7 separate regions of the Mus musculus genome follow, and regions 1, 2, 3, 4, 5 and 7 are each linked to region 6. The links are chromatin contacts, called in public ChIA-PET, Hi-C and HiChIP or PLAC-seq maps. All regions are on one chromosome and are shown on one strand. Each heading gives the region's core, a stretch centred on a gene start, on an enhancer-like site or on the middle of the called end of the contact. The rest is flanking DNA. Distances are from core to core; before and after follow the strand shown.

Region 1 (3,818 bases), core at 182-2,681, 930 kb after region 6:
GACAAATAAAATGGAGAAAATGAAATTTAACCCTGCCACACAGATATTTTGACTCAAACCCACTTATTGACCTAAGAGGGACTCATCCTTTGGTCTGGGCCATCATGGTCTTAATGCCTGTCCGTGCATCTCTGGAGGGGCCAGCTGAGACTCAAGTGTTTTCCCACAGTGATGCCTATGGGACTGGGAGCCAGAGCAGGGCTACTCTGCTTGGGAGCTGGACTTGGCCTGGTGCCACAGGGAAACAAGGCAGAGCGTTCGGGAAGAGGAGGAGAAGGAGACGGTCTTCCCAGAACTATAGGGAGGGTGAGCAGGGAGTCAGGGGCTGAAGGAGAGGCTTCTCAAGTTGTGTGGACAGTGTCTTTATAAAGATGGAGATTAGGACAAGCTCCGTGGGAGGGGAAGAATGCTAGTCTCGAATGTCCTATCTGGGTAGGGATAGTCCCCTATTGCCACCCAGTCAGTATCAAGCCCTTGTCTTAGTGAGGGAGTGGTGTAGGCCCAGATGTTCCTGGGAAAAACAACAGGCCCAGCCTGGATTCATTTCTGAGCGCCCTTAATGAGAGCTGCCTGCCAATCGGATTTCGAGAAGGAAAATAGGAAGGAGGAAAAAAAAAAGACATTTTAAGATTTTGTGTTGTGCTAAATTTGATGCTGTTGTTGGCTGCAATTTGGACACACCTGGTTTAGATCAATCTAACCGGTACATAGGAACAGAGACCACAGTGAGCTCTCTGCCCACCCTTAGCTGCCACCCCACCCCCCACCCCCCATACACTTGGATGACCCTTGAGCAGGCTGCTGTTTCCCTGAGTGTGGGTCAGAAGAGGCTGGGAAATACTTGAGTGTGTTTCCCTTAGCTCAGTTGTCTGCCCAGTGGGTGTTGGCAACCAGCGCCCACTGAGTGGGCAGAGGCTTAAGCACAAAGGTGGTCTACCAGGTCCTTGCCCTCAGGCCACCTGCTTCCTGATGGATTGCTAAAGAACGAGGGTCAGAGTGTTAGTAGCTTTCTGGCGGGTCACTGATCTGACCATGGATGGCCTACAGCTCAAGTGATGCTTGGGAGATGAGAGAGGGACTATGGGCCGCGTCTAGAGTCCTTGTGCCCTGGGGAACCTGCGAGGCCTCGGTTCTGGCGAATGCGACATAAACACTACCAGACAGGCCAAGCTGCCTGGTCCCCTCACCCTACAAGGCGAGGCTGCACGAACTGTCCTGCCTCCTCCCGGGGAGCTCAACGGATTCCCGAGCCTTTGCTCTTCCTTGTGCTTAGTTAGCCTTGGGCGCCCTCCCGTGGTAGCAAAGCAGCAAGGCTCAGTCTATCCAGCCACACCTCACCACTTTCATTGGTTGCTAAGCTAAGGTCTAAATGCAGGATTGGTTGGCCTGGGGCGAGGAGGCGGGACTCGAAGGTCAACTACGGACGTCGAGTGGTCAACCTGGGACGGAGGGGTGGGCATTTCGTAGGAGCGCTTGGCTGCAGTCCCGGCCGCCGGGATGGCGGCGCCGCACCTTTGCGCGGATGGCTCCTGCTGCTCTCACCCTAGTGCGGTGCCCGGGGTACAGCAGACGCTGGAGGAGATGGACTTCGACAGGGGTGAGAGGGGTGAGGCGGCCGCGTTGCCGGCGGCGGGCAATCTCCAGCCCCATCTCCGGGAACGTGGACTGAAGGAGGCCTCGAACCGTGTTTGGAGCTTCCGGGCCTGGTGCAGGAAGGCTGGCTTCAAAGCGTGGCAGGAAGCCCCTCGACTACTCCGTCTCGAGTGCGGACGGGTAAATTGAGGCATTGGTTTCTGAACTGGGTCTGGAGACCAACCCAGCTAGGAGACAGCCTGGTCAGGTGACAGAGGAGCTAGGGAAAGAATCTGCAGTTGGTGGTTCGTATCCACCGGGGAGGTCAGGGCAGCTGGCCCTTGCTGCTCTCGGGTGTGAGTGTACAAGTTTTAGCAATGACAGTGATCTCGAAAGATTTACTGTGGAGCGCAGGGGTGTGACTGTTTTGTCCAAAATCATACAGAGATTTTGCTATTAGCAGTGGTCCCTGTTCTTCTGTGCCGGTTACCATGTTATCCCCAGGAACAGGTAGTTTGTGCAGTTGTAGCAAGGTTGTCATCAGTGTAGGGCTGATGATACGGAACACTTGATGGTTACCATAGGAATGGCTTCCTAGCGGGCGGCGTTTCTCTACACCTCTGCTACCCCCATCTTTTGGACTAGGGACATAATAGGACTCCCCGCTTCCTCCTCTTGAAGTGTTTTCTCCGCTGTACCTTTAGAAAATAACAAATGAGATGATTACATTTACGCTTTTTTTAATTTAAAGACTATTTATGTGCATTTAGCTCCTGGAGGCCAGAATAGGGCTTCAGATTCCCTGGAATTGGCAGTTACAGATGTGACCAGCTGAGAAACAACCCTGGTCCTTTGCAGAGCAGCCAGAGCGCTCTCTCTCTCTCTCTCTCTCTCTTTTTTTTTTTTTTTTTTGAGACAGGGCTTCTCTGTATAGCCCTGGCTGTCCTGGAACTCACTTTGTAGACCAGGCTGGCCTCGAACTCAAAAATCCGCCTGCCTCTGCCTCCTGAGTGCTGGGATTAAAGGCGTGCGCCACCACCGGCCTGGTGCAGACAGAACTCTTAACTGAGCCGCCTCTCCAGCGCCTCCTATTGCGTTTAGTTCCCCAAGCCAGACTGACTGTTGTGTTTCTGTACCTCTTTATGGTTCTCACCCTTGCAGCCATCACCCTTATGTTTCTAAAATATGCAAGCCCTCTGTCCGATGACATGGTCTGTTTTGTTTGTTAGTCCGCTTCAGGCTGACTGAGGCTTTCCCGCCAGCATTCAGTTCTATGGCACTTCTTCAGGGACCCCCCTTCCTTAGAGAGTCCTCAACCTGGGGACAATTATGCCCAGTTTAGGTCTAGAGATATTTTTGTGTGTCACAGCTAATCTGACCCGCACAGGTTGGCTCCCCACAACAGACATGATCTGCCTCAAAATGTCAGCCCTTCCTGTGTGGAGGAAGAAACCTTGTGGTATTCAAAGCCCTGGCATTTCCACTCTGGTTACCCTGTTACCTTAATGCTTTGCTCTCTTTGTAGCAGTTTGGACTGACTCAAAGGCTGAGACGGGAAGGTCACAGTTCAAGGCCAGTTCAAGGCAGAGCATGTTAGACACTTTGTCTCAGAAATTGTTTGTTATCACCTGCTGCAATTTTATCAGCTTATTCTTTTATTTATTTTTCACATGTGATAAAGATACCTATTATGTGAATTTTTTTTTTCTGTAAAGCATGGGGTTTATTTATTTATTTTTTTAGTTTTGAATTAAATCTGTTTTGGTGACTTTCTTTGTGTATGTATGTGTGCTATGTTTTGTTTTGTTGGTCCATCTCTCCCCACCCCACAACCACAGGGTCTCACTATATAACTCTGGCTGTCCTGGAACTCATTTTGTAGATCAAGCTGGCCTCGAACTCACAAAGTGCCATCTGTTTCTGCTTCCCTGGTGCTGGGATGAAGGTGTGCACCATTACTGCCTGGCCCTAGCAACTAACTACTCTTGACTACTGAGCCATCTCTTTGATTACATCTTTGATTACATATATATATACATATACATATATATATATATCACAAGTAAAAAATATACAGTATATATAATTATATATATACAAATTATACAGCCATCTCTTTGATTACAGATATATATGTGTATGTGTGTGTATATATATCACAAGTAAAAAAATAAACAAAAATATAATTATTTATATATACAAATTATATATGCACACACATGTTTAACGTATATGACTGTTTTGCC
Region 2 (3,823 bases), core at 203-2,702, 540 kb after region 6:
TATTCTACTGACTTTTAAGGAACACAATGAGTTCCACTCCAGCCTGGGCTCACAGTGAGTTCTAGGTCAACCTAGGCTACAGAAGGAGAATGCCTTGGGGGTGGGGGTGGGGGGCAAACCAAAAGCCATCGGGGGTGAGGACGCCTTCAAAATGTATTATTAATTTACATGTTTGCTTCACAAACAGGACGACAGCAGAAGGAAGAACGTTGAGTACCTTTTAAAAAAGGTTTTCTGAAATCCCATTTTCTTTTCTAGTTTGTTCTAAGACATGCAATAGGCAAATGTGGCCTTTTAAATAGATCGACTAACTCAACCAAAAGCTGAGAAAAGCAAAAAAAGACTCTGGGGCTAGGCTCTGGGGGGAAGTGACCAGGCTACCAAACTGTGACAATATCCTTCCTTCCCCTTCCCCAAAGGGCCTAGATTAAGACTTGTATCGAGCAAACAGACACACAGAAAAACACACACACACACTCAAACTTTAACCTGGGAGACATGAGGTGCTTCTTACAGGAGACTAAGACACACCATCTTTGATTTTGGCCTTTGAAAGGAGTATGCGCATAGAAACATATTGATCATTCCAAGACAGAGAAAACCCAGTCTGATTTCTGGCACACCTCGCCTTGTTCCTCCACCCCGCCCCAACTAATGCTTTTTACACACATGGTAAGTTTCCAAATACAAGCAAGCAAAGAAACTGCATAAAAAGGGCTTCCTGTGAACAAGAGGTACGAAGGTTCCATTAAGTCCCTCTTGGGTACGCTTTGGAAGACACAAATGTAAAGAGGGCGGGTCCCCCGTTCTTAAGGAAGCACTGCAAGAAATTGAATCGGACCCTGAACACTTCCCACGTCAAAGCCACCGAGAGGCAGAGGTGCGACCCGAGAAATCACTGGCACGGACTGTCGGCGCTGGGCTCCGGATGCGCACTCAGCCCTCTGAAAGGCTCGGACATTGCAGTACCACTAGACCCGGGTTTGTCCCGGCGTCGGAGGCGCGGCCGGGCCCCGCCCACGCACCAAAGCGGCTGCGCAGCGTGGCTACCCTATCTCCCACGTGACTGCCGTCATTGCCTCCGTGAAGCTCCGGCCGCCATCTTAACTCCTGGCCGGCCCGGGTCCCTCTCCCTCCTTCTCCCGGGCCGTGCGGCAGTGACAGGGTGCGGTTGGCCGCCCCGGCCCGTCCGGTCGGTGAAGCCCGTGTGATTCTGAGGGCGGGGCGAGGAGCCGGAGCTCACGGAGTCCACGGGGAGCACGCGAACCGGCGGGCCGCCCAGGTATTGGCACGGAGGGGGCGGGCCCCTGCGCTCTGCCCCGCCCCTTAGAGGCCAGCGCCGGGGCCCGCGGCCCTTGCCCGTTTCCAGTATGGCCGCCCGCCGTGCCTGACCCGCGGCCTCTCCGTTCCGGCTCTTCGTAGGCGATGCCGATGCCGAGACTGTGACTGACACTCTCGCTCCCACGCACGCACCGACCCAGACCCACGCCGGGAGCCCGAGCTCTGGGCCCACAACCGCTCTCTCCTCGGGCACCGCGGCCATAGCCCGGACCACGGCTCCCGCGCCGCTGCCGTCGCCTCGCGGAGAAGGGTCGCGCAGGACCTCGAGCTCGGCGGCCCCCGGCCCGCCAGGATGGGGAAGCGGGCGGGAGGAGCAGCCGCCGCCGCCGCCGCCGCCTCCACGTCCTCCGCGGCCGGGCTGGAGCCCGCGGCTGGCCGAGGCGGGGGTCCTCGGAGCGCAGCCGCGGGCCTCCTGGGAGCGCTGCACCTGGTGATGACCCTCGTGGTGGCCGCGGCGCGGGCCGAGAAGGAAGGTGGGTTGCCGGCGGCGGGCGGCGGGCGACAGGCGGCAGAGGGAGGCCCGCGACGGGCGCCGGCGCGAAGTTGCTGGGTCGAGCCCCGTCCCGAGCCGGCGACTCGGGGTTCGGCGAGCTGCCGCGTCGGCCGCGCGCCGCGGCTCTGCCGCTGCTCCGTGATTCCTTTCCCCTCACCGTGTCCCGGTCTTTCCCTCGTCTACTGTCAGTGCCCATAAAACTTCCCGAGCTCTCTTGTAGGTTCTTGCCACTTGGCCCGCTATGCGAGGAGGCACCCCGCTTTTAGGCTTCTTGGTGGCTCCTGCTAGGTCGATCGCGGGACGCTTTTCTTGTTTTCCCTTTGTCAGGTTTTAATTTGGGCATGCGGACCGAGCTCACTTTAAAATGCGGTGGTTAAAAAAGAAGAAAAAAAAAAAGCGAGACTGGTGGAAAGGCTTCAATACACGGCTTATAAAATTTCTATTTGCTGGGACATCTCTTTGAAGAGGCTCTTGTTTCCTTAGTATCCTTCTTCACTATCCCTTTGCGGTATGGAGGATCGTTTGTTATTAGCCCTAAATAGACTCTCATTTGCCTCTAGTAAGCTACTGGAAGCCGGTTTCCATTTCTGCTTTAATATCCTCACGTAATTCGGTGCCTTTCTCTTTGATGTGTGAGCCCTTAGAAACGAATGTCAAGTTCCCAGCTTGCACACCCTTCACCTGTAACTCACAATTGAAGCCGCACTCCAGTTTTAATAACTCCTCTAATATTGTAAGGTTGTAAAACTGGTACTTTGACAAGATCAGAAATTACTTTGCAGTCTTGAAGACTAATTTGGGGGTGGGGGTGTTCTGGACTACCTGTTTCTGAACGTGAGCCCAAGGAGAAGTGTGAGCAGTCACAGAACCTTCATGAATTAATTCACAGTGAATGCTGCTTTTTTTTTTCCCTAAGAAGAAAACTAGTTAGATTATTTTTGTTTTTCCTGTATAAAGTCGCTGTTACTGGCTAGCAGCTGTAAAGTAAACCAGATTAGCCTTAAAGTGCAACTCTGTGTCAGTTTATTATTTATTTTCCTTAGAAACATTATATTCTCTCACTTAACTCTATAAACAGAGTCAGCCTGGTTAACAGGCAAGCAGGGATTTGGCAGAGGCAAGATTATTTTAAACATTAAAAAATGCTGCTTTAAGATGGTCAGGCCTGGGATTGTCATAGTTCTTATTATTTATGATCCCCTGTTAGTTTAGTGTTGTTATGGGTGGCCATGGTAGCCAACATTTGCCCATGTGTGTTGAGTGAACCTTTTATAGTGTGATAATTGAATGGGCATGTGTACTTGTGTGCTTCACTGTGACCTAGAGGGGCGCTGGCTTTGCTTTGCTATTGATTGCCTTGTGTGGTATAGGCGCCTAGCTAGGTGCTTTTGAGTCTCACGAACTGGGAACTGAAGTAGTGATTGAATCTAAGTTTTCATTATCCTTCTAAAGTGTATTATTTTTCAATTGTCATTTTATACACTAATTTTGGGGGTACAGTTAAGTAAATAAAGTTATTGTTTGAAGACATTAGTCTAAAATATATTTGTGTATTTCCATTTGCATAATTTACGTGTCCATGCACCTCTCTAATATTCATAAATATATATAAGGGCTGAGCCTGTAGAATAGCTGCCAGCGTGTTAAGTATGAAAGGAAGTGATTGAATCAGCCACTGGGCCTGGCTGAATCAGACAGCTTTTGTGGTTATGCAGTATCAGGGGGAACAGTTTGTATGGACCAAATAGTTATTTAAGTAAGATATTAGGAGTAATTATATTAATATAGATCATATGACTTAGTCTCTCATAAGTAGGTCTGGTTTTAATCACACGTTCCAAAAACGTTCTCAATAAATGTTCTACTCTCAAAACATGCTGCTTCTAGATCAAATTCCAGTCATGTTTTTATTTTGAATAAGTAGAGAAAATGGAATTGATTTTCACCCAGGACTGTGACACAATGTCTTTGGCCTCTGATGTGGCACTA
Region 3 (3,824 bases), core at 948-3,447, 560 kb after region 6:
AGACTTGGAGAATTCACTGAGTTCTAGTAGTTTCTCCTGCCACATTGTGGCCAGCAACACAAGGTGAGCGAACTCCACCTCATGCTGTTTCTTGCTTCCAGTTTTCAAGGTCTTGAGCCCACCCAGACAGGTCAGATGCATCTTAAAAGCATCTGAGTAGAATCTTGGTTTCTACTGCACCAGTGGTTGCCGCTCCTCACATGATCTACCACATTCACAGGGTATTGAGATAATGGCGGAACCTGCCAGGGAAGCCTGTAGACATTATCATGTTCTCTACAGATGGACAGCTTGGAGCACCTATGTCCTCTGCCTCAGACATTTTCCTCTATAGAATAAAGAAGTATGATTTTTATAGAGAATTTTCTTACTCTGCATACATGAAACCGTATTAGAAACAGCAAGGCTGTAAACCTGCTTTTCAGTATGATGATTTTGTATAGATTTTCCTCTGTAAATATAAGTTAGGGTTCTTTATGTAGCTTTCACTGTCCTGGAACTCACTGTGTAGACCAGGCTGGCCTCCAACTCAGAGATAACACCTGTTGCTGCTGCTGCCTCCCAAGTGCTGGGATCAAAGGCGTGTACCACCACCCCTGGCTGGACGTATTTATTTAACCAGGTGTAACTCTCATTTTTATGTTGAGATTTTTCTCAGGGTTTTGTGTTTGTTAATTTCTACAAATTTTTCAAGCTTATGAAAAAAGACTACCACAAATACAGTTTCAGGAACTATGTCAGCTGACTTTTTCCTCTTAGAAATCATATAAAGGTTGCTTCCGCTTATCACACTGACTTATTTGTTGCTTTTGCTTGTTTATCAAACAGAGCAAGTGCTTATGTGCCTGGGCCGTTTCCTCGCAGGCCTTCAGCAGTGTGCCACAGGCCAGCGGTTATAGACTCTGTAGCAGGTGTTGGGATTGTAGGTCACACAGGCTCCTCTTCGAAGGCTCTGTACACTCTCTATGGACAAGATGATTTATGTGCATTTCTAAACAGTTAGGTTCTCACAGCTGCTTCCACCGATGGCATTGTCACGTGTCATTTCACATAGTTGCTGCTGCAGCGATCTCTGGGCTCAGTGTTTGACCTCTGTCTTCAAATGTTTATATCGCAGCTGATAAAACTCTTAAGGCAGACCTCACAGTGCATGGGGAGTCAGTGATGTCAGTCAGTCATTCTCTGTCCTCTTGTCTTTCCCCCATCAGCTGCATTACAAACTTGCCGCATCAGAGAGGGCTTGAGAGGGCTTTGATGCGGGTCAGTGAGCTGGAGGGTGGCGGTGGCGGTGGTGCTGGGGCTGGGGCTGGTTTGGAAGTGCGCAGGTGTTGGTGGCACCTGCTGCTGCTTTACTTTCTTGTGCTTTGCTACTGCACGTCCAGGGTGAAAATGAGCCACAGGCCCAGAAGGGCAGACTTTTGGAAGCTGGTCAAAATGCTTGATGATGCTTTGTCTTTGTGGCAGAACTCAGTCTGAGTTGTCATCCTCTCTGCTGGCCCTAGCCCTGGGACCCAGTCAGCAAGCACGTGTCCTTTTATTTCACCCGGCTGGTTTCTGCCTAAATTCATTGTCTGCTGAATAGGTCAGAGGTTCTCAGATGAATGCTCTTATATATTAGTTTGTCATTTACTAACCATGTAGTTCCCTGCATGGAAATTCCAAATGTGGGCTTTCCTTGACTGAAATGGACGTGCCTATGCTTCTTGTATTCTCAGGCACTTTGTCTAGGTTGAGGAATGTTAGTGTCCGGTAACTTTTTACGTAGAGACATTCTGCCCTTTGTTCTGTCTTCACTATACTCTTAACTTTGGCTTGCATCTCTACTTACATCTTTTTACCCTTTTTTACTCAGTCAAGCTGCATAATGTTATTGCATAATTCATCGGTACCTTTATTCTTATTGAACAGTCACAGGCAGAGTGGAGCTAAGGATGGACCCCAGTGAATCGGTAGGCATTGCTTTAAGGTGGTATTTTATTTGAATAGTGTATGCCAACTTTTCATTCCATTCCCTTGCATAGTGTTCCAGTAGGAAAGCAAGTTTCCTAGTGTATCCCCTGGAGGACGAGTCTCTTGCTTTCTACTTTTAGCTTACAGCAGCACTTTTCCTGGCAACATTTCAGTTCTGGCCATAGCTGCACTAGGATAGTCATTCCCAGTCCACAGGAGGAGAGGTGGACCACACCAGCCGCCCGGGATCTTGGATTGCAGAGGTGACTGGCCTGGAGGCAGATGCCCCGACCCCTGCAGAGCTCCACCCCAGACAGGGTGTTTCCAAAGGTGCTGAGCAGAATTTAGAGCAGTGACTAATTTGCATTATATGATAACATCTGGTAGGTAGCTCTGGAATCAAAGAAGGGAAAATATGAGCCAGCTACATTGGGGAGTGTGAACTTGGAGCATTCTCTTCCTGCTTCTGGTCCTGAAGTATCTTGAAGATACACACATTAGGTTGTTTTCCTGTGAGCAGACTGTCTATAGAGAAGGATGGAACAGTCTTCACCAGGTGGGTGTGGAGATAGATTCTGACTCACTGCAGGACTGCACTCAGACTCAATGGCAGCCTATCAAGAGGCGTGCCAGCCCAGAGATAAGCATTGGAGATAGCAGAGAAGGCTTGAAAGGCTCAGTAATGAGGATCTGTAAAGGAAATGGTTTTGAAAACATAAGATAGGCATTTAAGTGTCTGCCTTAAGAGAAGGGGGAGGTAACCGGCTAGCAGAAGCCAGGAAACAGGACCCAAACAAAGGCAGCCTGGCCTAGTGCCTGGGAGGACCTGGTGCTAGAACAGCAGTGTTTGTTTATCCAGGCACACACTGCTGCTCCTCTCAAGGGGCTGGCTCGAAGTCCAAGTTCTGGGTGACCTCAGTGCCTGTAGCATTGGAGATAAAAGCTTAACCTAGATATACCCAGTAGTTACAAATTGTTCCTTAGTGAGTGAATTTATCAGCTAACTAACATAAATGTTGCCATATCCTCTTTATTGTAATGGGAGTTCCTTAGAAAACTGGTTTGAGTGGAGAGCTGTAGATGGCCTGTAGTCCTTGATAACAGTAGCCAGGACGCTTGCTCTGGCCAGTATCTGTCTGCAGCATATGGGACAGGTGGAGGCTGTTGAGAGTTCCCCTTGCCTCCTGCACTTCCTGTAAGCCAGCACTGCTTGACTGGTTGTGAAGATTTCTGTTTGTATCTAGGCAGCTCCTCTGAGGGTGGGACTTAACTCTCAGAGGCCCCATTGCAGTGAGATAGAGGGCCTGCTAGTTTATCTGTGGTACACATGGCCCATGGCAAGGGCTCAGTAATTCTGCTTAACCACAAGTGGGACTGGCTCATGTCCCACTCATGTTCACCTCAGAACTTTTCGCTGCTATCTTAAAGTCTTAATATACTAAATATACTTAATATTAAAATGCCACCTGAATTTTCAATTGACTTTTTTACATTTACTTTGTGTGTATATGGCACATGTGTGAAGGTCAGAGGACAACTTGTGGGACTTGGTTCTTTCCACTGTGTGAGCTCTGGGACTAGAACTCAGTAGTTAGGCTTAGCAGTGAGTGCCTTTACCAGATATTTCATCCCACTGGACCTTTTAAATATATTCTATTTGATTATATACAGATTCTGTGAGCCCCTATCTAGTAGTTACATCTCATTTTTTGTCTTGATTTTTTTTTTCTTTTTTTTCTTTTTAAAGACATGGCCTCAGGTAGCTCAGCATGGCCTGTGTAGTCAGAGATGACTCTGAACTGCTGCCCTCTTTGCCTCTATCTCCTAAGTGCTGGGATTACAGATGTGTAACACCATACCCTGTTTATTTGGTG
Region 4 (3,796 bases), core at 947-3,446, 770 kb after region 6:
TAGGACAAGAGTAGGAGTCAGCAAACTTGTCCTGTTGAGAGGTAAATAGAAAATACTCTAGTGTCTGTGAGCTACAAACTTCTCTACAGTATACTCTTCTTCATAGTCAATGCTACAATCCATTAAAAATGCAAGCACCAAGCTGGGCGTGGTGGCGCACGCCTTTAATCTCAGCACTTAGGAGGCAGAGGCAGGTGGATTTCTGAGTTCGAGGCCAACCTGATCTACAAAGTGAGTTCCAGGACAGCCAGGGCTATACAGAGAAACCCTGTCTCAAAAAACCAAAAAAAAAAAAAAAAAAAGGAATGCAAGCACCATTGGAAAGACTAGTCAATGAAATTGAAAGCTAGTGTTTTGAGGAAATGCTGTGACCCTCTAATACAGCTCCTCCTGTGTGGTAACTCCCCAACCATAAGACTATTTTCATTGCTACTTCATAACAGTAATTTTTGCCACTGTTGTAAATCATAACTTGAATCCCTATCTTCCAATGGTCTTAGGGGATCCCCAAGAGGTTGCCACCCACAGATTGAGAACTGCTGCTCCCCTGCTCTAGCCTGCCTGATCAGGGTTAAAAGGGGGGGGGCATCCCAGGTGTCCAGTGAGAAGGGAAACATCTCTGTAGACACTGAAAGAAAACCCTGGATACATTATGGACAACTTTTTGCCCATTACATTTGCCCAAAGCTGACAAATTCCATGACATACAAAGTAACAAAACAATGTAACTCAAGAAGATACAGCAAGACCGCAAGTGTAGCTAGTTGGTAGAGAACTTATCTAGGTGCAGGTTCTGTGTTCAGCACACCAAAGGAGGAGGAAGAAGAGGAAGAGGAGGATGGAAAGGGGAAGCTGCCACCACCACCAGAACCAGTCTACATCTCTTTTTTAAAAACTTAATTTGTATATTATAAATATACACACTTTCTTCCCACAAAGAAAACTCAAGATCTAGGTAACTTCATGAGTGAACGCTATCAAACAGTTAAGAGATATGACCTCTCTTAAGATGATTTTCTCTGATGTTTTGCCCAACAACATAAAACTGACGCCACAAGTTTATGTGTTATTGGCTAATGGACCAGTGAAACAGAATAAAAGGTAGACAGAAACTATCAACTATTGACATAGGCACCAAGGCAATTTGAAAAAAATTTCTCTCTCTCATTATAAATTTATATAAATATAAATTATATATATATATATATATATATATATATATATATATATATATATATATATAATTTTTTGAGGCAGGATTCCACTATGTAGCCTCTGTCAACCTCTGGAACTCCGATATTGGCCTGCCTCTGCCTCCCTGTTACCAGGAATGACATGATCACACCCAGTTTCTCTTTGCCAACCCCCCACTTTTTTTTGTACATTATTTATTTTGTTTGCGAATGTGTGTGTGTGGCTGTACATATTCCATGGTGCACTTGTAGCAATCAGAATTGTGGAAGCCGGTTCTCTTTTACCATATGGGTCTCTGGGATCAAACCCCAGGTAGACAGCCTTAGTGATAAATGCCCCGATGCTTACTTGATACATGTATAAAAACTAACTCAAATTAAACATAGGTCTAAATGTAAATCTATGATACTTCTAAAATAAAATACAATTATTCACCTAGCGTTTGAATCTTATTAAATCCAAAACTGTTGCTTGGTATGGTAGTACATGCCTGTAATTCCAGCATTTGTGAGGCGGGAGAATCACAAGTTGAAGGCTAGCCTTGGTTTCACAGAGATCCTACCTCTAAAAACCAAAAAAGATGAATAAATCTAACTAAACTAACTCTCCCGTTGAAATAATCAGAGCTGACATCCTAAGAAGAGGAATGCTCACAGATGTCTCATCAAAAGAAAGACCTTCCAGTAGGTGAACTCAAAAGACTTCCTGATTTCAATAGACCTACCACCTCCTTTTTAATTCTTGCCCCCTTTAAGAACCCAGCCATGACATCATCTTACGGCCGCGCAGCCTACCTTGGCAACGCCTGGCTGTTCTTCCGGAAAGCTTCAATTGGTTAGCCGGCTCCAAGAGGCCCCTCCCACTTCCCCCAGCAACCCTCCCCGGCGCCGGCCGTCAATCAGGTCATTTGGCATCTGTGATTGGCCACGGGGCCGCGTTCGCGTAGGCAGCGCACTGGGGGAGGGGAGCGGCGCGGTGTCTGGAGTCGCATCCGTCCAGGTCTCCCCGCGAACCTTGTAGCCCGCCGGTCCTCCTGCAGCCCGCCTGCTGGGCAGGGCCGGCTCGGCCGGGCCATGGAGTCCTACGACATCATCGCTAACCAGCCCGTGGTCATCGACAATGTGAGGCCGGGCAGCGGGGGGTGGGGGAAGGACTGTGACCCGCCGCGGGGTCGCAGGCGGCGTGCGGTGGCCCACGCTGGTGGGGCCAGGGGTGGGCCTCGGGAGCACCTCCCTCGGAGTCCAGGATGTGCGGTACAGCTGATCACAGTCAGGCGGTCCTTAATGCTCTAGGCCGGTGAACGCGTCTGTCTGGGGTGGGATCGCTGGGCAAGTTAAGACCCCTGGCCCTTTGCTTGGTGGTAAGCTCTGGCCGCCTGATGGAGGTCGGCTGACATTTGACTTCTTGCACACTGCTGGCTTTATCTCTTGAAGGGCCTGGTGATCTTTACAACACTTCCCAAGGGGCTGCACCCAGAAGCAAACACTGCACGTTAATTTCCACCAGCCACCACCTGGTGGCCTCTTTGCCGCTTTAACTAACCCCCTCACTCTAAATGATCTTTTCGGAGAGTGTAGCCACTTTCCCCAGGACGGAGCAGTTTGGGGTAGTAGTTTGCAAGCCTGAAAGAAAAGAGGTCCTGCTTCCCGGGGCGTTGTCTTCCAGCCTGGGTTGTGCTTACCTTCAGTGGCCCTAGGAGCTGTCTATCCTTAGAGGCCTTGACGTGGCTGGGGTTTTCTCTAGCTGTGCCCAGAGCTGATGTGTAGGCCTTGGAGCTTTTGACGGTGACACACTTCTCTTTCTGGGAACTGACTCCTTCCCACGTGAGCCCCTGATGGCATCTTTGTGGCTGCCTTTTTTTGGAGCACCCATGTGGGCTCCCTTAAATCATAACTTGTTTATCAGAGAGGCTAGTCCTGGACTTTGGGGGTGTGCTTGGGGCAGGCTACAGTGTACATCAGGCTACCTACCTGTTTGGTGGCCAACAAGCTAATGAGCTCAGAGGCACCTGCCTGGCTGAGTTTGGGCTTGGAGCCTCTCGCTTGTTACTTGGATATGTTATTTTGGCCCTAATAGAGACTGGTAGGCAAAGGGTGTGAGTAGGTGACTCATTTACTAAGTGGAAGGTGTGTCCAGTTCATGTTGAAAGCCTAGGTCCAGCTTCCAGCAGGGACAGGGACTGCCTCTCCTCTTACTACCCAAGAAAGGTACTTGGAGACCACCAAGTGGTTCCCCTCCATGGACCCAGTATGTGGTCTCTGTCTGCTGGTGAAGACAAGGGTTCTTGAATAGAGTAAGGCTGAGGCGTAGCATCTAGCTATCTTTAAAGTGTAGCTGATTTCCTCTCCCTACAGGTACTAGCCAGAGCATTCACAGAGGAGATCTGTGGTCTCTCTTCACGGATGCCCATCTGGGGCCAGTCATTGCTGATAACCTCCACCCAACAGATGCCCCTAACAGTTCTCATCTCCCCCTTGGGTCCCCAGGACAGAAAATGCAGCCTCACACCTAGTTTTGATGTGCTAGTGCTTGCAAGTGATCTCCTTCTCTAGGTCAGGTCTCTGGCTTCCTCCCTGTCCAGCCTTGGTAGAACTGCCAGCTC
Region 5 (3,808 bases), core at 5-2,504, 670 kb after region 6:
TGTAGCGCACCGGCATCCGTGCAGCCTAAATACTGTACGCAGAGATCGGTCCTATAAACTCTGAACTACGATGCTTCATTTTTGTCTTTCCTTAAAAGTGTGTTACAGACAACTTGGAGTTTTTACATCATTCTGTAGTTATCAAGGAGCCTGTGGTAACCAAATATTATTCTTGTTTTGGCAAAGAATGCTGACCCGCCCCTCTGCTCCACAGTGCACTCTTTCTCCTGGTCATTGGAACAGCCTACTTGGAAGCTCAAGGGATTTGGGAGCCCTTCCGAAGGCGACTCTCCTTTGAAGCCTCAAACCCGCCCTTTGATGTAGGAAGGCCATTTGATCTCAGGAGAATCGTTGGTATTTCATCTGAAGGAAAGTATGTTCATATACTAAAAGTCCACTTTTTAATACACATAGACTTAGCTGATATAATTACAAGAAGTGAAATTTATCTTTACTCGGAATTTTTTAAAAAACGATTCTGGTGCTCAGATACTGAGAACTCATGAGAGTTCTTAACAGGGACAAAATATGCTTAGTTATTAGTTATTAGTCCTAACCTTATTTATAACTGTCAGAGGTGACAAACTGTAGAAGGTTGTGGCTCTGATCCCTTCCACTTCTGTCCCTAGTTTCTCTTTATGATGGGTTTACTAATGAAATTTTTTTCTTAGTATTAGGTTGGAAGTTACTGCTTACTGATTTTTCAATTGATCCATTTTTCAGCTTGAACACACTTGGCTGCGAACACAGTCATGGTAGGGGTTTCTATAGTAACGCATCATCCCGGCCTGGTACAGGCAGTCACAGGCAGTGTGGCACATCAGTCCACCCACACAGCAGCCATGGCAGCAAAAACTCAGCTGATGTGGACAACGTCAGAACCAGAAACAGTTCAAGTATGTCAAGCAGGACTTCTCCACAAGCAGCTGCCTCACAGTCTACAAGCAAAACCAGCCCCCTAGTCTCAGAGACAGCTGCAGCAACCCAGGGTCACACAGCAAGCAGGAAGTCCAGAGGGGCAAAGCAGGGCCAGCACAGCAGCCAGCACCACAGCCACAGCCACAGCCCACTGGAGCAGCACTCACAGCCTCCACCACCAGTGCCTCAGCACCAGGAGCCACCACCCGAAAGGCTGTCTCCTGCCCCCCTCACACACCCTTCCCACCCCGAGCGAGCCAGCACCACACGGCACAGCTCAGAGGACTCCGACATCACCAGTCTCATAGAAGCCATGGACAAAGACTTTGACCACCACGACTCCTCCCCCCTAGACGTGTTTACAGAGCAGCCTCCGTCACCGATGTCAAAAAGCAAAGGTAACCCTGTCCAACCCCCTTCCAAAGAACAAGGCGTGTGAGGGAGAAGGAGCAGTCAGGATCATAGGCAGTGGATACAGCACCTTGTTAGGTAGCTCAGACCCATCTCCTGCGGGAAGCAATGGCCTCTCTGTATCACAGTGCAAACGGAAGCAACTGCTTGTCATGAAACTTGTTCTTCCCTTGTTTCTCCAGACAGAATCTGATGGACGGCTGCCGGTGATAACTGTTACAGTCATTTTTAAAAATTATTTTGAGGCCAGGTATTGCTGGCACATACCTTTAATCCTAGCACTCGGGAGACAGAGGCAGGAGGATCTCTGAGTTCAAGACCTGCCTGTTCTACAGAGCGAGTTCCAAGACAGCCTGGGATACACAGAAAAACCTTGTCTCAAAAAACAAACAAACAAAAATATTTTGAAAACAGGGCTAAAACCAAAACCATCTACCTCTTAACTCAAAATAGAATTTCTAGCTGTGCACACATCTGTAGTTGTACTGGTGAGGTAGAGACAGGAAGTTTGTCACAGGCTTGAGGTCAGTGAGGCTACACACTGACACCTCTCTCTAAATAGGAAAAGGGGCAAAAGAAGCAAGTGAAAAAATAGTTGGTGAAACCTCCAAAGAGGCTGGCCAACAGGACAGGGACAACAGGAAGTGGTGGCCGTGCACACATCACAGTCTTGTAGGCAGAGGAGTGAGGGATGTACCAGATCTGCAGAATTGGTAGGTTAGGGAAGGAACTTTGCCAGAAGGAACCACACAAACAGGAGAAGTGTGAACAATTCAAGGGATGGAAAATCCAAGGCCAGAGTGACAGCGAGGTCTAACAGGGAGCATGAGCGAAGGCTTCAGAGTAGTGGGAGTGGGAACAGGCGCTTGTGTGCAGCCTCATGGGTAAGGTACAGAGGAATACACCTTATTGGCAGTGGCAGGGCCTCAAGACTAGAGCAATCCAGAACCGCAAGATTGGGGACTCAGAACTTGGAAAGAAATGTGGCGCATAGACCATGTGGTTCCTAAGACTGCAAGCAGCCTTTCCATCAGTTCATCTAAGGGGGTGCGACCACAAGCCATCAATCATGGTATAGTTCATTTCAAACAAGCTAGGGGACAACAGCGTTGAGGGGCTTTTGGGTTTCGGAGTTGCAGATTAGGCACAGGAGACCAAGGGAGGAAAGTCCCTGTGGGTGTGGTGTGTGCCCCTTGTAGAGACCAGGAGAATGCGTGGGTCGCAGCAAGACCAGGCCAGGTGTCTTGGTTGCTTTTCTATTGCTGTGACAAAACACCATGACCAAAGCAATGCTTATAAAGTGAAGCATTTGCTCTGAGGGCTCACGGTCCCATGGCCATCAAGGCAGGGAACATGGCAGCAGGCAGGGCACACAGGGTTCCACAGCAGGGATGAGTGCTCACATCTTGAAGCAGAAAGACATTACTGACTGAGATTGATGTGAAACCTCCAAGCCCACTCCCTGGACACAAACAGTTCCACCAACTAGGGACCAAGCCTTAGGGGGCATTCTTATCCAAACCACCACATCCACTCCCTGGCCCCCTTAGGTCTGTGGCCATATCACAAGTCAAAATGCATGTAGTTCATCTTCCAAGGTCCCTACAGTCTTTCACTTTCAACAGAGTTGAGTAGTCCAAGTCTCTTGTAAGACTCAAGGCAGTCTCAAGCCTGTAACCCCTATAAAATCAAAATGCAAGTCACATATGTCTAACACACAATGGCACATAATATACATTGCCATTCCAAAAGGAAAGAAAGGGGGCAGAGTGAGAAATGCCAGGCCAAAGCAAGACCGAAACCTAACAAGGCAGAGTGTAACTGTCTTCCCGAAAACAGCATGGCCAGACCTATCACAGCTCTGAGCCTCCCCATGAGTCCAGAAGACTGAAGTACAAGGCAGTGGGTAGACTGTGACAGCGGTGGAGAGGAAGAGGGCTCTTGCAGTGTCCTGGAGCCAGAGTGCTCTGACTGTGCTGTGCAGTGAGGAGAGTGCTGCAAGCCATTACACCACCATAGGTGCTGAGCACAGCACAGTAGAGGCCAGTGAGGCTGGGGTGCAGCCCAGTGGGGAAGTCCTTGCCAAGCAAGGACAAGACTTTTGGTTTTCTTTTTTTTTTTTTCTTTTTTTTAAGATTTATTTTCTTTATGTATATGAGTACACTGTAGCTCTCTTCAGACACACCAGAAGAGGGCATCAGATCGCATTACAGATGGTTGTGCGCCACCATGTGGTTGCTGGGATTTGAACTCAGGACCTTTGGAAGAGCAGTCAGAGCTCTTAACCACTCTCCAGCCCTTGGTTTTCTAACTTTGTAAAAATATTGTTACTCTACCTTCAAACCATGCAAAACAAGCATAGGTCAAGTAAAGTAGGCTCTACTTTGCCAGCCCCTGCCAAGATTTCCATGCCCAGGTGAGGAGTTAGCAAGGCATTGTTTGAGATAAATTCAGAAGTCTGGATCGAAGTCAAGTCTGA
Region 6 (3,629 bases), core at 1,076-3,575:
CTGGATGGCAACATCGTTTCATGTCCTCTATTTTGACTTGTTGGTCTAGTATTTGTGGCACTTGATTCTCTTCCTTCCTGAATCACTTCAAAATTCGCTTAGCTCTGAGCTTAGAGTGTGCCTGGTCCCTCCAGTCCATAGTCGTCTCAGTCTCCTCCTCTTACTTTTCCCACTCACTCTGGGGATTGGATTCAAGGCCTCAGGCTTGCTAGGATGAGTGGTATAACCAGGTGTACTGGCTGGTTTTGTGTGTCAACTTGACACAGACTGGAGTTATCACAGAGAAAGGAGCTTCAGTTGGGGAAATGTCTCCACGAGATCCAGCTGTGGGACATTTTCTCAATTAGTGATCAAGGCTGGAGGGCTGGTAGTCCTGGGTTCTATAAGAAAGCAAACTGAGCAAGCCAGGGGAGGCAAGCCAATAAGCAACATCCCTCCATCGCCTCTGCATCAGCTCCTGCTTCCTGCCCTGTGTGAGTTCCAGTCCTGCATCCTTTGGTGATGAACAGCAATGTGGATGTGTAAGCTGAATAAACCCTTTCCTCCCCAACTTGCATCTTGGTCATGATGTTTGTGCAGGAATAGAAACCCTGATTAAAACACCAGACTTTTACAGAAAACCCTTTAGTTTGAAAGAGGGAGGCCTTGAGCTTGTGATCCTGAACCGCCTCACAGACAGTTGGGCCTGCAGGTGTGCATTAGTACATGCCCTTCCCCACTCCTGATCCCACTTTGCAACATTGTATTGAGCCTTTTATGGATCTTTCTAGTTTCTTAGGTAGTATTTAGAGAGTTTCCTATTAGGGACTCACTAAAATTGGTGGGTTTGCTCTTTTCTGTTTGCCCGGCCTCTGTCCCAGCTGCCCTTACTTGTTAGGTTATCTTGCCTAGTGCATTCCACCGCATTAATAAACAGGCTTCCGTGTCTGTTATCAGATTAATCTGCTTTTGGGGCTGCGTTTGGCTTCAGGGTGAGATGGCTGTGTGGTGCTGTGTGACGCTGCCCCTGCTCTGTTAGGTTTGTCCCGCTTTCTACACCGGTTTGGTGTATTCCCTTCCCTTCTTCTCTTCATATCCTGTTTTGGCTTCATGCTGCAGTTATCAGTGTTCGGCAAACACTGTTGTCCTTTGGATGTTCTTCCTCCTGTCTTGATTGAGAAAAACTCAGCTAAGCTTCTCCTACAACTGTCCCATAGACTGTCAGGGTTAGTTTTTGTCAACTTGAAACAAACTTATGTACTTGGAAGTAGGAACCGGAGTTGGTAGGTTTGCGTCCATCCAGTTGACCTGTGGACATGTATGTGGGTGCATTTTTCTTGATTATTTAGTGATGTAAGAGAGCCCTGCCCACTGTGATCCTCCTGAAAATGGTCATACTTTTAACTTTTACATTATGACTATGCCCCATTGAGTTAGCTTCTGTCGAGGTATAAGGTAATGTGAAAGTTCCGACCATCACCCATTCATTAACCCAGTTGCTCGTGTTGAGAGAACACTGTGAACACCGTGACCTCTCTGACATATTTATTGAAAATTCAGTGACTGTTAGGTGTGTGTGTTTCCTGTTGTATTTCATTATCTGGATTTGGAGCTAAACCTCATGCCAGCACTTCACCGCCTCCTGTAGGTTGGTGGGAAGTACTGACGCCGCCGCACAGTCTGGTCCTACAGTTTTGGTCTGCTCAGGATTGCTTCAGACGTTGAAGCCCTTTGTGTTTCCAAACACCTTCAGAATCATTGCAGTGACGTCTCTATGGCAACATCTTCAGTTGAGTGTGGTTTTCTTTGTTCTTTTCCTTAAGGCAATGGTCAAGTCATTGACTGCAAGTTTCTTTTCCTTCGTCCTCTCCGTCCCCTCACCTCCCTCTGTCCTCTCTCTTCTCTCAGTGAGTTTGTTGATAGACTCTACTCAGAAACCTTTTTTCTTATTACTTTGTATTCTACTTGTATTTTTATGAGTCACTGAGGGTATGGGCTTTTAGGCTACTGGCTGACAGGGGATAAAGCTGTGTTCTAGGCACCTGGGCGATAATTATATTACTACTTCTACTACTACTATTTTACAAAAATAAACTTGCCAACTTTCCTTCAGCCACAGAGCTCTTCTTGCTTGTCACCTCTGGTCATGAGACAAAGCCATGCCCTCGAGAGTCTGGGAATTTCAGTTGTTAATATTTCAGAGTGAAGCGGGTGGTTCTTGTATCTGCGTCTCATTGATAACGGTTGTGTGATTTCCAGGAAGGAACTTGGGGACGCCTGCTGACTGTCTTAACCACTCCAAAGCTTTCTAAGGCTCAGTCTTTCCTGTTAGATTCTCACTTTGTGTGCTTTGGGTGAGGTTAGTCGCCTGTGCAGTTTTAAACCTTTCCTCCCCTGAAGTACATGAGGCATATTGCCAGCCTCAGCCACGGCTCTCACTCACTGGAATTATGTTTTCTCAGACTCTTTCTCTTGTTGAATGAGTGTTTATTGAAGTACCACTGTGAAGCAGGTGCTGGGGACAATGACAGATAAATTCCCCGATCTGAAATTTGTACAAGAGTATTTCTTTCTGTCACGATGGCTCTCTGTTTTCGGGGGGAGATTAACTCCTAATTTGATGTACAGATTGCTGAGCAGTCCGTGCAGCACTACCGTTGGCTCTCCGATATCTATCCTGGCTGTGAATGTCTGTCCTGGCTCCATTCCCTGAGTTCTGTTTGCATTTTTTCACCTCTGAGACCTCAGAAGTCTTGGGGCTCAGGGTAGCTGGCAGGAGGAGGAGACACAGACCCTGTGACTCTGTCTTGTCTCTGTGGCATTCACAGCCACAGTTCTTTCAGTTTTGCTTTTCTGCTGCTTTGTTCCTAAAAAGATGCACGCAGAGATGATGGGTGGGGTTTTTTTTTTCTTTAGCAATGTAAGCAATTCAAAGCTATAAGCTCCCTCTAAGAACCATGTTAACTATATCTCAAGTTCTTTTTTTTTTTTAAGCTTAAAGAGAAGGAGGGTGGATGTGAATGACTATGAATGGGAGTGTGCACCACATGTGTGGTACCCGCAGGGGCCAGAAGTGGCAGATCGCCCCAGAGCTGGAGTTATAGGTGATGGTTGTGAGCTGCCTGGTATAGTTGCCAGGAACCAAACACAGGTCCCCTGCAAGAGCAGTCACTGCTCTTAACTGCTGAGCCATCTCCCCAGCCCCTGCACCCCATACATGCCCCCTGGTTTTCTCATTCAGATCAGAATACTTTCTAAGTTCCTATGTAATTTTTTCCCTTGACCCATGGGTTACGTAGAAATGTGTTTTTACATTCTTACCTATTTGAGAATTTCTCACAATCCCCACTGTTAACCAATCTCCACTTCAAACCCTCTGTAGTCAGAGAACACCATTTACGTGGTGGTGTCCCTTTCAGCCTTCTCAGTACTCGTTTGTTGGCTTCTGTGCTTCATGTGCGCCCAGAGGAAATGGATCCTGCCTGTATGCTTGCATGACATATTTTCATAGAGGTGTTTAGTAGGTTGAGTTGGTAAAATTACTAGAGTTTAGGGTTAAAGTTTTGTCTTCAGAGTCCCAGTGGGCTAGCCTCGGCTACACATCCAGATGATCATTGATGGGCTAGCCTCAACCACACCTCCAGATTATT
Region 7 (3,660 bases), core at 427-2,926, 720 kb after region 6:
AGCCGAACTACTTGGACTGCCAAGGCCTTGAGGCTGGTGGGGGCCAGAGATGGTCTTAAATCTAGCTCGCTGAGCATATGTCAATTGATGGGGCAATGTCCCTCCAACCCCGCAGAATGGTCAGAACCCCAGCCCAGCCTCCACTGACTGGATTCTAGAAATGACGTGACCCCCCTAAGCAAGGCAGCTTCTGCTCTCTAGATATCCAGCTATAGGACAGTAAAAGATAGGTAGAAAACATTGGGGCGACCCAGGACAGTGCCCATAGAGTAGAGGAATGGTGAGGGAAGGGCCGTGGGAAGGGGTGTTTGACAGCATTCTTGACATCTACCCATTGCATGCCGGGATTGCCCAAGTTAATACCAAAAACATCTCCAGACACTAGTGCCCACTGGGGACAGGCGGCGTCAGCTGGCTTTAGGTCAGCATGACCCCGTTCCTGTGGTCCTTGGGCCTGAGCAGGGGTGGTCAGTATAGGGTGGTTCAGATGCTGCAGGCCTCGTGGAAGTTTCCAGAATCTGTGATCAGGGCCTGAGACCCTCCAGAGCTAATGATAACAATTAGCATCCTAACAACCTATTAACTATATGGCACCTATGTCCCTGAACACTGAATGAGGTGTCAGATACAGAAACTGTGAAAGCACAGAGAGGTGGGGTGACTTGCCCAAGGTCACACAGCAATAAAGAGCAGGCAGATCTAAATGGACCCAGGCCCCTGGCCCTAAAAAGTGTAAACTTTAACACCCTCCAGGCTGCTGGCCCACCAGAGCATCTGCGGGGGTTGCAAAGGCAAAACTGAAGGTCAGGTGAACTTTGGGTTTGTCAGAGGAACCTTAGCAGGTGACACCTTCGATTTTCCAACTTAGGACTTGGTGACCCCAATCTTTCAGCAAGGCTTCAGTAAACACCTACTGTGTGTTTGATGTCCTAGCTAAGACAAGAGCAATGAATGTCACTGTGACCGTTCACAGGAACCCTGCTATTTTCTGCCAGGCCTCACTGTCTGAGATACCTCTTCCAGCCTCTTGGCCAACAAACAAGGCAAGCATTTAACAGGCAGCCAACTCTGTATCTGTTTTTTAAATGCAGATTCAGAGAGGCCAAGACAACTGTCAAGAGCACACAGCTACGGAGCAGAGATCTAGTGATAGTTCCTTTCCCCTGCTTTAACATGACCTGACTCCGAGTGGAGCCTGACTCGAGCCCCTCTCCAGAGCTACTGACATTCTGTTGTCCAAGCTCACAGGCCTATTGTACCAGCCTGCCTGTGCTGCTTTCTAAAGCCAAGGAGCCGACCCAACAGGAGTCTAGGAACCCAGAAAAAGACACCGGCACCCCTCGGGTGACCTGTTTCCCCAAGGGCGCCCCTTAGCTCCACCGATTGCAAAGTCTCAGGTCCCTACCACTTGGGCCTACCCAAGCCCAGCCTCAGGCCCCTGCGGACCCCACCCTCCTCACACAGAGATCAGAGTAAGGGAGTGACACCCAGTCACACTCCCTCCACCAAAGGCTAAAGGGTGGCCACTCACCTGGACACCCTCGAGGCTATCACAGCTCACAGGGTACGGCAGGGCCCAGCCGGAAGGCCTGGTGTCCCCAGAGCACTTTTTCTCACCAGCACCTTTCTTTGCAGCTCAGCCTATTTCCTTGATGCGAAGACAGGAAAGAGAGCCGTGTTTGAAGTTGACGTCAAAGCAACAAAATGCTGTGTGGAAGGAAAATCACAGGCCACATGCTCCTGGCGGGGCAGAGCACATTTCCGGGGTCACGCAGTACCAGCCGCAGGGTGTCGGGAACACAAGAGGAAGGTGGGGATTGTAGCAGCCAGGGATTGGGGCAAAGGCTGCTTCCCACAGTGAGCCCCCACCTGAGGGGGGCACCTGGAGTGTTGGGGGAAGGGCAAGTTCTGGAAAGGAGGGGTCCCCAATGTGTTCCTGTCCTAGATAAGGTTGCTATTACTGTGATTAACACAGTGACCAAAGCAAGTTCGGGAGGAATGGGTCTACCTGGCTTATACTTCCACAGCTAATTATCGAAGTATGTTGGAGCAGGAACTCAAACAGAGCAGGAAGCTGGAGGCAGGAACTGATGCGAAGGCCATGGAGGGCTGCTGCTTACTGGCTTGCTCAGCCTGATTTCTTCTAGAACCCACGACCACCAGCCTGGGAATGGCTCCACCCACCATCAGACGCCCACAACGCAACCTTATAGAAGCGTTTTCTCAATTGAGGTTTCCTCTCAGATAACTATAATACGTGTCAAGTTGATATAAATCTAGACAGTACAGTGCCCAATTTCTTGGAAGCATCCAGGGGCAGGCCTCTGCCGGAACCCTAGAGGCAGGCTCTAAAGCTCTAAAGCTGGGGTGAGGGAGGGGTGAGCCCACTGGGACTCCAGAGCTAGGCTGGTGTTCACCTAGAAAAAGCCACGATGGCAGGGTTATTCTACAGGAGCTCTGGGAAGAACTGGCTCTGGAGCTGGGACAAGTAGGCGGGGTCCCCCGACACTCATACACTCTAGTCCAGCCCCACAAGGGTCTACCACCTTGACCACTTCACATATCTAGATCATACTAGAAATGTGCATTGCCCCAAGGTCTCTGGGAGCCACACCAGTTACTTGAAAGCATCAGGGGCCGGGGATGGGGGTTGGGGGTGGGGGAAATGGGCGGCATTCTCCTCCTCCGAGGTGGGAATCTCCAGTGCTCAGAGAAGGGACATCTTGGTCTCAGCAAGCCACAAGCCCCTTCCTGTCCCACTTCGTGTCCAGAAGCTTGCGACTGGAAACAGTGTCATAGCTGCAGCCCGCAGTATGTCTGCTTCACTGAGGAGAGGATGCAGATCGCCACAGATAGGAGCATTGTCCCATGAGGTGGCAAGAGGGAGGCACGTCCTTTGAACTTCAGAGGGAAGGGCTACCGGATGCTAGGGAACTCAGCGCGTCTGGTGGGAGGGGGGGTGTCCAGTAAACTGTGAACTCAGAGCCTAGGAAAAAAATTGAACCTGTGCCCCAACACCTCCAGGTGTGCCTCTGAGGAGAAGCAACCTGGCCTCCTCTAGGAAACCTCCCTCTGCCTCACACTGGCCAGAGAGGCCCGAGTGCGCAGGCAGCTGAAACTAGGCAGGCCATGTTTGGCTCCATAGCTAAAGGAACATCAGACCTCAAGTGGGAAAAATATGGCAGGTGCCCTGGGAGGGGAGGAGATGGAGCCTCAGCCTTCCAGAGAGGTCAACTCGATTGCCAACACCACCACCTCCACCTGCCCTGCAGCCCCAGCCACAAGGACAACCTCTTTCACCAGGGTCCCTCCTGGATTGACACCCCCCTGCCCCTACTCACTCACACACATACACACACACACACACACACACACACACACACACACACAGTGACTCAGCTACTTTCCTTCTGGGCCTGGCTAGGATGCCTTCTATCCCTCATCCGTTTCTACCTCTTGGGGCCATTGTGAATATTAAAACAGGCCTGAAAACAAACTCTGCCTGTGATAGCTATCCTTATCAACTGGACTACATCTGGAATGAACCACAATCCAGAAATGGAGGGCACACCTGTAAGGTTTTTTTGGTTTTCTTTTTTTTTTTGGGGGGGGGGGTTGTTTGTTTGTTTGTTTGTTGTTTTTTGTTTTTTTTTTGCTTGG

What was found. A called contact is a pair of places that touch in the nucleus more often than the background predicts. ChIA-PET counts read pairs in DNA pulled down with a chosen protein or histone mark. HiChIP or PLAC-seq counts read pairs in DNA pulled down with a chosen protein or histone mark.
Region 1: a contact with region 6 is called in an H3K27ac HiChIP or PLAC-seq map of T-cell acute lymphoblastic leukemia, with 3 times the contacts expected there. The contact joins the promoter of Ankrd39 here to the enhancer-like site in region 6. A contact is called at or near these places in 1 of 39 promoter capture datasets (hippocampal neurons) and 2 of 115 datasets of contacts at active chromatin or transcription factors (T-cell acute lymphoblastic leukemia and pancreatic cancer cells).
Region 2: an RNA polymerase II ChIA-PET map of memory CD8 T cells shows a contact between it and region 6, with 123 read pairs. The contact joins the promoter of Tmem131 here to the enhancer-like site in region 6. A contact is called at or near these places in 1 of 39 promoter capture datasets (pre-B cells), 1 of 484 Hi-C or Micro-C datasets (the G1E-ER4 cell line), 5 of 115 datasets of contacts at active chromatin or transcription factors (effector CD8 T cells, memory CD8 T cells, microglia and 2 more) and 2 of 9 other capture datasets (adipose tissue and liver).
Region 3: a contact with region 6 is called in a Hi-C map of the HPC-7 cell line, with 2.2 times the contacts expected there. The contact joins two enhancer-like sites. A contact is called at or near these places in 2 of 484 Hi-C or Micro-C datasets (the HPC-7 cell line and pre-B cells) and 1 of 115 datasets of contacts at active chromatin or transcription factors (pancreatic cancer cells).
Region 4: a contact with region 6 is called in an RNA polymerase II ChIA-PET map of memory CD8 T cells, with 84 read pairs. The contact joins the promoter of Actr1b here to the enhancer-like site in region 6. A contact is called at or near these places in 2 of 39 promoter capture datasets (the C10 cell line and hippocampal neurons), 3 of 115 datasets of contacts at active chromatin or transcription factors (effector CD8 T cells, memory CD8 T cells and microglia) and 2 of 9 other capture datasets (adipose tissue and liver).
Region 5: a contact with region 6 is called in an RNA polymerase II ChIA-PET map of memory CD8 T cells, with 12 read pairs. The contact joins two enhancer-like sites. A contact is called at or near these places in 1 of 484 Hi-C or Micro-C datasets (pre-B cells) and 4 of 115 datasets of contacts at active chromatin or transcription factors (large pre-B cells, memory CD8 T cells, microglia and 1 more).
Region 7: an RNA polymerase II ChIA-PET map of memory CD8 T cells shows a contact between it and region 6, with 246 read pairs. The contact joins the promoter of Zap70 here to the enhancer-like site in region 6. A contact is called at or near these places in 1 of 39 promoter capture datasets (embryonic stem cells) and 11 of 115 datasets of contacts at active chromatin or transcription factors (bone marrow-derived dendritic cells, double positive thymocytes, effector CD8 T cells and 7 more).

The regions. Positions count from the first base shown.
Region 1 is chr1:36,544,865-36,548,682 of GRCm38.p6, reverse strand. It overlaps Ankrd39 (ankyrin repeat domain 39), which reads left to right and starts at 1,431. Exons shown (of 4, transcript NM_026241.4): 1 at 1,431-1,597. The coding sequence starts at 1,498. It overlaps Sema4c (sema domain, immunoglobulin domain (Ig), transmembrane domain (TM) and short cytoplasmic domain, (semaphorin) 4C), which reads left to right. Exons shown (of 15, transcript NM_001126047.3): 15 at 1-44.
Region 2 is chr1:36,937,156-36,940,978 of GRCm38.p6, reverse strand. Tmem131 (transmembrane protein 131) reads left to right here and starts at 1,452. Exons shown (of 41, transcript NM_018872.2): 1 at 1,452-1,814. The coding sequence starts at 1,634.
Region 3 is chr1:36,919,259-36,923,082 of GRCm38.p6, reverse strand. The region is part of intron 1 of Tmem131 (transmembrane protein 131); the gene reads left to right. Among named protein-coding and RNA genes, the nearest start is that of Tmem131, 18 kb to the left of the region's middle. Within about 2 kb of position 2,197, at least 201 of the 459 cell types and tissues checked have an H3K27ac peak or open chromatin away from gene starts, as enhancers often do. A contact at or near this core is called in the HPC-7 cell line, where this site is marked.
Region 4 is chr1:36,708,325-36,712,120 of GRCm38.p6, reverse strand. Actr1b (ARP1 actin-related protein 1B, centractin beta) reads left to right here and starts at 2,196. Exons shown (of 11, transcript NM_146107.2): 1 at 2,196-2,315. The coding sequence starts at 2,268.
Region 5 is chr1:36,805,392-36,809,199 of GRCm38.p6, reverse strand. It overlaps Tmem131 (transmembrane protein 131), which reads left to right. Exons shown (of 41, transcript NM_018872.2): 30 at 215-373; 31 at 724-1,316. Among named protein-coding and RNA genes, the nearest start is that of Zap70, 45 kb to the right of the region's middle. Within about 2 kb of position 1,254, at least 31 of the 459 cell types and tissues checked have an H3K27ac peak or open chromatin away from gene starts, as enhancers often do. A contact at or near this core is called in memory CD8 T cells, where this site is marked.
Region 6 is chr1:37,477,272-37,480,900 of GRCm38.p6, reverse strand. The region is part of intron 5 of Mgat4a (mannoside acetylglucosaminyltransferase 4, isoenzyme A); the gene reads left to right. Among named protein-coding and RNA genes, the nearest start is that of Gm39627, 24 kb to the left of the region's middle. Within about 2 kb of position 2,325, at least 101 of the 459 cell types and tissues checked have an H3K27ac peak or open chromatin away from gene starts, as enhancers often do. A contact at or near this core is called in the G1E-ER4 cell line, the HPC-7 cell line, T-cell acute lymphoblastic leukemia and 9 more, where this site is marked.
Region 7 is chr1:36,759,814-36,763,473 of GRCm38.p6, reverse strand. It overlaps Zap70 (zeta-chain (TCR) associated protein kinase), which reads right to left and starts at 1,676. Exons shown (of 13, transcript NM_009539.3): 1 at 1,532-1,676.